2 separate regions of the Salmo salar genome follow, and region 2 is linked to region 1. A link is a contact called in public Hi-C data. All regions are on one chromosome and are shown on one strand. Each heading gives the region's core, a stretch centred on a gene start, on an enhancer-like site or on the middle of the called end of the contact. The rest is flanking DNA. Distances are from core to core; before and after follow the strand shown. Region 1 holds the start of LOC106567678 (PRKR-interacting protein 1 homolog). Region 2 holds the start of LOC106567675 (rab GTPase-binding effector protein 1-like).

The links. A called contact is a pair of places that touch in the nucleus more often than the background predicts.
Region 2: a contact with region 1 is called in a Hi-C map of muscle, with 9 times the contacts expected there. The contact joins the promoter of LOC106567675 here to the promoter of LOC106567678 in region 1. A contact is called at or near these places in 2 of 3 Hi-C or Micro-C datasets (gill and muscle).

What each region holds. Positions count from the first base shown.
Region 1 is chrssa13:73,684,728-73,688,202 of Ssal_v3.1, forward strand. LOC106567678 (PRKR-interacting protein 1 homolog) reads right to left here and starts at 2,071. Exons shown (of 6, transcript XM_014137241.2): 1 at 1,895-2,071. The coding sequence starts at 2,023.
Region 2 is chrssa13:73,836,092-73,839,255 of Ssal_v3.1, forward strand. It overlaps LOC106567675 (rab GTPase-binding effector protein 1-like), which reads right to left and starts at 1,792. Exons shown (of 21, transcript XM_014137234.2): 1 at 1,581-1,792. The coding sequence starts at 1,626.

The DNA of each region.
Region 1 (3,475 bases), core at 821-3,320:
ATTCACCCAGCGGGTCAGACTCCGGGCACCAACCACATCAGGAATTCTCTTCAGGTATTCAACCTGAACATCCTTCGTCACCCCTGAGATGACTCCTTTGTTGTCCTGATTCTTTTGAGGCCCACTGCAATCTTCCTCTGCTCTTCAGAAATTAAATGAATCAAAATATTACCACTCCTGAGCTGTGTTGGAAAACTCATACTAACCATACTATTTGTGACTTAAATTGAGTATGTCGTATGCTTATTGGTCATAGTATGGAAAGAGTTAGTATGCCAAAATGTCCCGGATGTGGTACTACATTCACCAAAATACGAAGTATAAAAGCAATGGACAACATTTCCGTGCTTTTAGGGCACATAATGCAATTCTTCGGAAATGGGTGTGGCTTCACAACGTTTTCAGATTTGTTGGCTCCTAGTACATCGAACTTTCCGGTATATTTACTTTATGCTAACTACCCAACGTTTATTGACTTGATTATTCACGTCATTCATAGCTTAGCTAAGTGGTATAGTCGTTCGGGTCTGTTCATAAATTCAATCTGAATATCTACTCCGATTTCAGAGCACTCTCGTCTGACTGCCAGAGGCAGAATAACTGATTAATTTACAAACGATCGTAGAATGTGGCCGATGTCAGTAAACATTGGCAAACAAGCTTAATTAAATTGTTGCCAGCAACACAGTTAATCACCAACGCTCTGGATAACATGAACTGCCTAACCAGCTCTGCTAGGGCAAGTAAAATGGTCAGAGTGAGGTGTTCTCTCATTTGTGTCTGGAAGTAGCTAGCAAGCTAGCCAACATTAGCCAGTTAGCTCGGGTGCTTGACTGCAGTTGAGGTCAGAACGCTCAGATCAACCATACTCTTCCAGAGCACGCTCCGAGGGCGAAACGCTCAGAATTTATGAACAGACAATCTGACAACGCCCTGAATTTACAAACGCCCAAAACACACTCTGGCACTCCAGATTGAATTTACAAACACACTCGAAGTCTAGCTAGTAATTTGTTATGCTAATAAGAGAGCAAAAGGTTGCATAGCAACAGAATACACTTCCTGTAGACAGGCGAAGCGCTAGTATGCTCAACTGAAAGGATACCATTCGTTTACAGTATACTAAAATGAACTAATAATATATACTCATTAGTATGTACTATACAGTAAGTTAGTATAGGTATTCGAACATAGCTCAGGGCACTCTGACAAACTCCACTTTTCCAAGTGCATACGTCACCATTTTCGAAACCACAAACGGGTTTCCCACATATGCATCCGAACAAGAAGCAATTCATTATCATTTACTGCACTCCAATCTTAGACAAATTCCTTTTCGTTAGTTTTCGATACTACTGTTGTCACTACTGACTTCCTGCTTAATTCGAACTCAGCATCCACTTCCGCCATCTTCGTCAACTCGCTAGTTCCCTGTCGCCACCTACTAACGAAACCTTTTCAAAGCGCTGGTAGTGCATTCAAGTGCCTTACCACCTGAAACATTTGCGCATGTAAGTACATGCACGTGTTTGCATAGTTTTGTGACAGGTGATATAAACCATTACCAGCGTTTGGAAAAGTCGGTTTATTGATACTGTACTTTCCTGTGGATATTTTTCTCAAATTCCTACCAACAAAAGGACAAACCGCCAACACAACTGGCACAGTAACGTTACGTTGAAATAAAATAGTGTTCAACATTCTGGCTTGTGAGATGAATTTTTCCAAACAAATGAATGCCATTAATCTCAGACTGTGAATCAGGCAATGTTCTAACTAACTGTGCGTAAACACAGATCCACTGCGGTTGGCGCTAACGTTAGCTAGCCTTGCTGGCTGTGGAGATAAACATGAGCTATTTGAATATATCCTCAAAGAACCCCCCGACACTTACAGGGTTTCTCATCAATCTCTCCAATTTAAGGCGCTGCTCCTCTGCCGGAGTTTTGGCTATAATCAAAGGTTGAGATTCCTTTCCTGACGGTTTCCCTGGTCGACCATCTTTTTCCCTGGTCGCCGACATCTTTAGAATATGATGTTTGTCTTCTTCTACATTGATTTGTATGTAAAAAGTTTAGCTCCACCTAGCGTACTGGGGCTGCATACTGAGTTATAAGGGTGTGCAATGCTGGAAATTATAAATGAGTATGAACAAAATTGGTGAGGTTATTATTTTACCTATGGTATATTAGTCAAGCACTTGTAGAAAAACACAAATAACGATGTTCTTTCAAATGAAGGTAATGGATTTACCTTGCAGAATGTTATTCTAAAGAAGGCTCAGCACCTCGTTGGGAAAGTTGTAATGCAGAGTTCTTGATGAGCCAGTAGGGGGCACGCCTCCCTCTAGTTTAAAGGATCGATCTGCATTTGCGACTACCATTTTTTTTACTTATAAATTCATGATATTTATAAACTGGGTGGTTCGAGCCCTGAATGCTGATTGGCTGACAGCTGTGGTATATCAGACCATGGGTATGACAATGGGTATGACAAAACATGTATTTTTACTGCTTTAATTACTTTGATAACCAGTTTATTATAGCATTAAGGCACCTCGGAGGGTTGTGGTATATGGCCAATATACCACGGATAAGGGCTGAATCCAGGCACTCTGTGTTGAGTCGTGCGTAAGAACAGCCCTTAGCCGTGGCATATTGGCCATATACCACAACCCCTCATGCCTTATTGCTTAAGTACCTGTTGATTCTTGAACAATATAACTTATAAATGCCTCATAAACTTAGTTCAACAGTCTTACACTATCAGAACCTAAAATATAGGCTAAGCTTGTTTTACTCCAATGTTTGTAAACAAAGTAAATGTAAACAAACACTGTATAGCCTCAAAACATGCTTCAAACTATATGGATGGTCAGTACTTGCATCCATAGATCTATCTATGAATTTGAGTGTTACATTTCTCCAGCCACATCCCTCAGTTTTTTACCGAAACAGTGGCAGGGAAAATTCTTTGTTATTGTTTCAACCGCAAATTTCCTCTTTAAAGGAAAAATCTTGGGAGGCTTGGCTCGATTCTGCCTTGAGCAACAGAATCCACAGCTCTTGCGAGAGTAAAAGTGGTATCACATTGTGACCAAGTAATCAACTCTCTTACTTTAAATAAGACACATTATTTATTTATTGCTCATTGGGGAAAGAATTCCTAGTCAGTTGTACAACTGAATGTATTCAACTGAAATGTGTCTTCCGCATTTAACCCAACCCCTCTGAATCAGAAAGGTGCAGATGGCTGCCATAATCAACATCCACGGCACCTAGGGAACAGGGATTCAATCCAGCAACCTTTCAGTTACTGGCCCAACACTCTAACCACTAGGCTACCTGCCGCCATTGCTCATCGTGTAATGCTTTTTGGGCATGTTGGCATAAGAGGATGCATCACCAAGGAGAGGAGCGAGCTAAGGTTAGCCCTAACCCTCCAAAAAAATTAAGAATATGCATATAACTCCATT
Region 2 (3,164 bases), core at 542-3,041, 150 kb after region 1:
GCATAAAATAAATGGAGGTCTAACTGGTGGACAAAGAGCAAACCGATCTCACTAATTGTAGCCAATCACAAAGGACGACACCTGTGCATTACAAAATACAAAGCAACATTCTAGGGGCAAGATCTATTAATGACTATATTAGCATACTGACAATGTCTGCAAAAGGTTTGACCCGAAAGACACTCAAACTAAACAAAGATCTATGACATGAGCCTACCAACGAACAAACTCGAGGTTTTCCAAGTTGTTCAGAGATTCAAGTTTATACATATAAAACAGCATGAGGTGCCTGAAAAGTAACTTCCCCAAATATCATTCCTGGTGTCCAACATAATGGTTATATAGCCTACTTCTTAGAGTCAATTTCCAGCGCAGAAAGTACACTAGTTGCAAGTTCCAATCTTTGATGATTTGGGGCTTTAGGCCTACTTGAGGTATAGGCCCATCTGTCCACTAGCTTTAGGCTACATACTGTACAGTTTTCCCCCATTCTTAATAATGCATAACTCACTACTCAAAAAAGAACAGACCAATCTCAGTCGTTATGGAGAGCATAAACGTAGGTTTCCTAATAAATCAGTATGACGTGGAAAGTTTGCTTACAATCAAATGCATTTATAAAGTAGATGCCTGAATGTTGAATAAAATTGCATTTGAACTTAAATATACCGATTGTCTGTGCGGTTGGTCCTTCAGTGGGTTGGAATTTTAGACAAAATATCCACAGTAAAGTATTATTTATCCGACTTTTTAGAGCGTCGGTACTGCGGTTGAAATCACCGGACACATGCGCAAATCCATGTAAACACCGGCAAACACCAGCATTGTCATGACACATTTCATTTCCTCCATTACCAGATTTGGTGTAACTAGTTGGAGAAAAATAATCATTTCAATTCCATCATAGGCTCAATGTATAAAGACATGTTGGCTTACAATTTATCTGTGGAGTGTGGCTAACGTTACTAGCTTGCTAGTAAACTAGTTAACTAGTCTGGAGTTCAACGTCTTGGCCCGTCCTAACGTTACCTGTATAACTTTAGGGCTAGACGCTACAAACCAGGGCAGGGGATGGAGAACTAAATTACTGAATATTCATGCGTCAATAAAAACTGTTTTCGAAAATGTTTGCTACATGTACAAATATAACCACCACTATCCAATTTCCACTCCGTCGAATAACTCGCATACACTGTCTAGCGCTGCAAAACAATGACAGCTAGCTAGCTAACGTAGATAGCATCAACACAGTTCGACTAACTAGTTAAGCGTCGTCTGTGGCTAAAATAGATCCAGCCAGATGGGTGAGCAATCATACGCCATTCTTAATCGCGCAAAATGTAACGATGCATGTATTTTCTAACAAAGTATGCACATCTAGTTTGGTGCCTGTGAAGCTCGCTATGTATAATATACATCCATTGAGAAACGTGAAATAATGGCCAAGTATAGATAAGGTTAATGACACGTCGGGTGATGGTGCTAGCTAAACCTTATATTCACAGGCCGCTTATAGTATCTGGATTAGCTCGAAACGTCACCACATCATATACTTCAAAAAAAATAATAACAAGCTTTACCGTCGTGCTGGGGCTGCCGGGCGGATTCCGTGGCCTGTTCGGCCATGGTTTCCAGGGAGGTGGAAACGCTATAACCAGCTTGGTGTGGGAGAAAACTAGATAGAAGTCCAAGAAAACAGGCTGCCTGCTACATGGAAGGCAACATAATTGGAGAAACAGCTATTTTTCTTCTTCGGCGGTTGGCATACAACGTTATGGTGCATTACTGCCACCTACTGCACTGCAGTGTGTGCCAGCGACAGGGTGAAACTAAATCCAACCTGCCAACCCTGTTTCTCTTAAAAAATATTTGAGGTGATGAGGACGATTATTTAAGATACTTTTTGAAGAGGTATGTTTTCGGAAGATGAGCAAGGATTCTGCTGTCCTAGCTTCAGGTGGAAGCTGGTTCCACCATCGGGGTGCCAGTACAGTAAAGAGTTGGGACTGGGCTGAGCGGGAGCTGCCCTCCCGTAGAGGTGGGAGGGCCAAGAGACCTGAGGTGGCAGAACAGAGTGCTCAGGTTTGGTTTTAGGGTTTGAGCATAGCCTGAAGGTAGGGAGGGGCAGTTCCTCTTGCTGTTCCATAGGTAAGCACCATGGTCTTGTAGTGGATGCGAGCTTCAACTGGAAGCCAGTGGAATGTGCTGAGAAGTGGGGTGACTTGAGAGACCTTGGGAAGCATGAACATCTGGGTAGGGGCTGAGTGGTTAGGGTTGGAGGAAAGGGAGACAGAAAAGGAAACAAAGTAGTGATCAGAGACCTGGAAGGTGATTGCAGTGAGATTAGTAGGCAAGCAGCCTCTAGTAAAGATGAGGTCAAGCGTATTGCCTGCCTTGTGAGTTGGAGGAGATTGGGCAAGGGTGAGGTCAAAAGATGCAAGGGGGGAAAAACTGAGTTGGAATGAAATGCATCGAATCAAAGGCAGACGTCAGGAGGTTGAAGTTGCCAAGTATGAAGAGCGGTGAGCCATCATCAGGAAATTATCTTATCAAGGTGTCAAGCTCATTGAGGAACTCTCCAAGGGCACCTGGTGGACGATAGATGACAATAATGTTAAGCTTGACTGGACAAGTGATAGTGACAGTGACAGCATGGAATTCAAGTGAGGAGATGGACAGGTGAGAGAGGTAGAAAAGACAAAATCTCCACTTAGGAAAAAGGAGTAGATCTTTGCTACCACAACGACAACCAGGTGTTCTCGGACTATGAGAGAAAACATAGTTAAATGAAGAAAGAGCAGCTGGAGTAGCAGTGTTCTCTGGGGTGATCCATGTCTCCGTCAGGGGCAAAACGTCAAGGGACTGAAAGGCAGCATAGGCTGAGATGAACTTGATGTTCTTGACCGCAAATAGGCAGTTCCAAATGCTGCCAGAGACACGGAATTCCACATGGGTTGTGCGCGCAGGGTACACTAAATGAGAAGAATTGCAGCCAAGGGGTGGGGAGTGTCTGTAAAGCCTACAGAGAGAGGTGCGAATAGGTATAGAAAACACACACATAGTTGACAAAGCTACAAAAGAGCTAAATGAGATAATCTGTAAATAACTAGGTAAATTATTAAAGTGACCGGCTGTGTCCCAGCCGGTCGCTTGGAACAATCTTC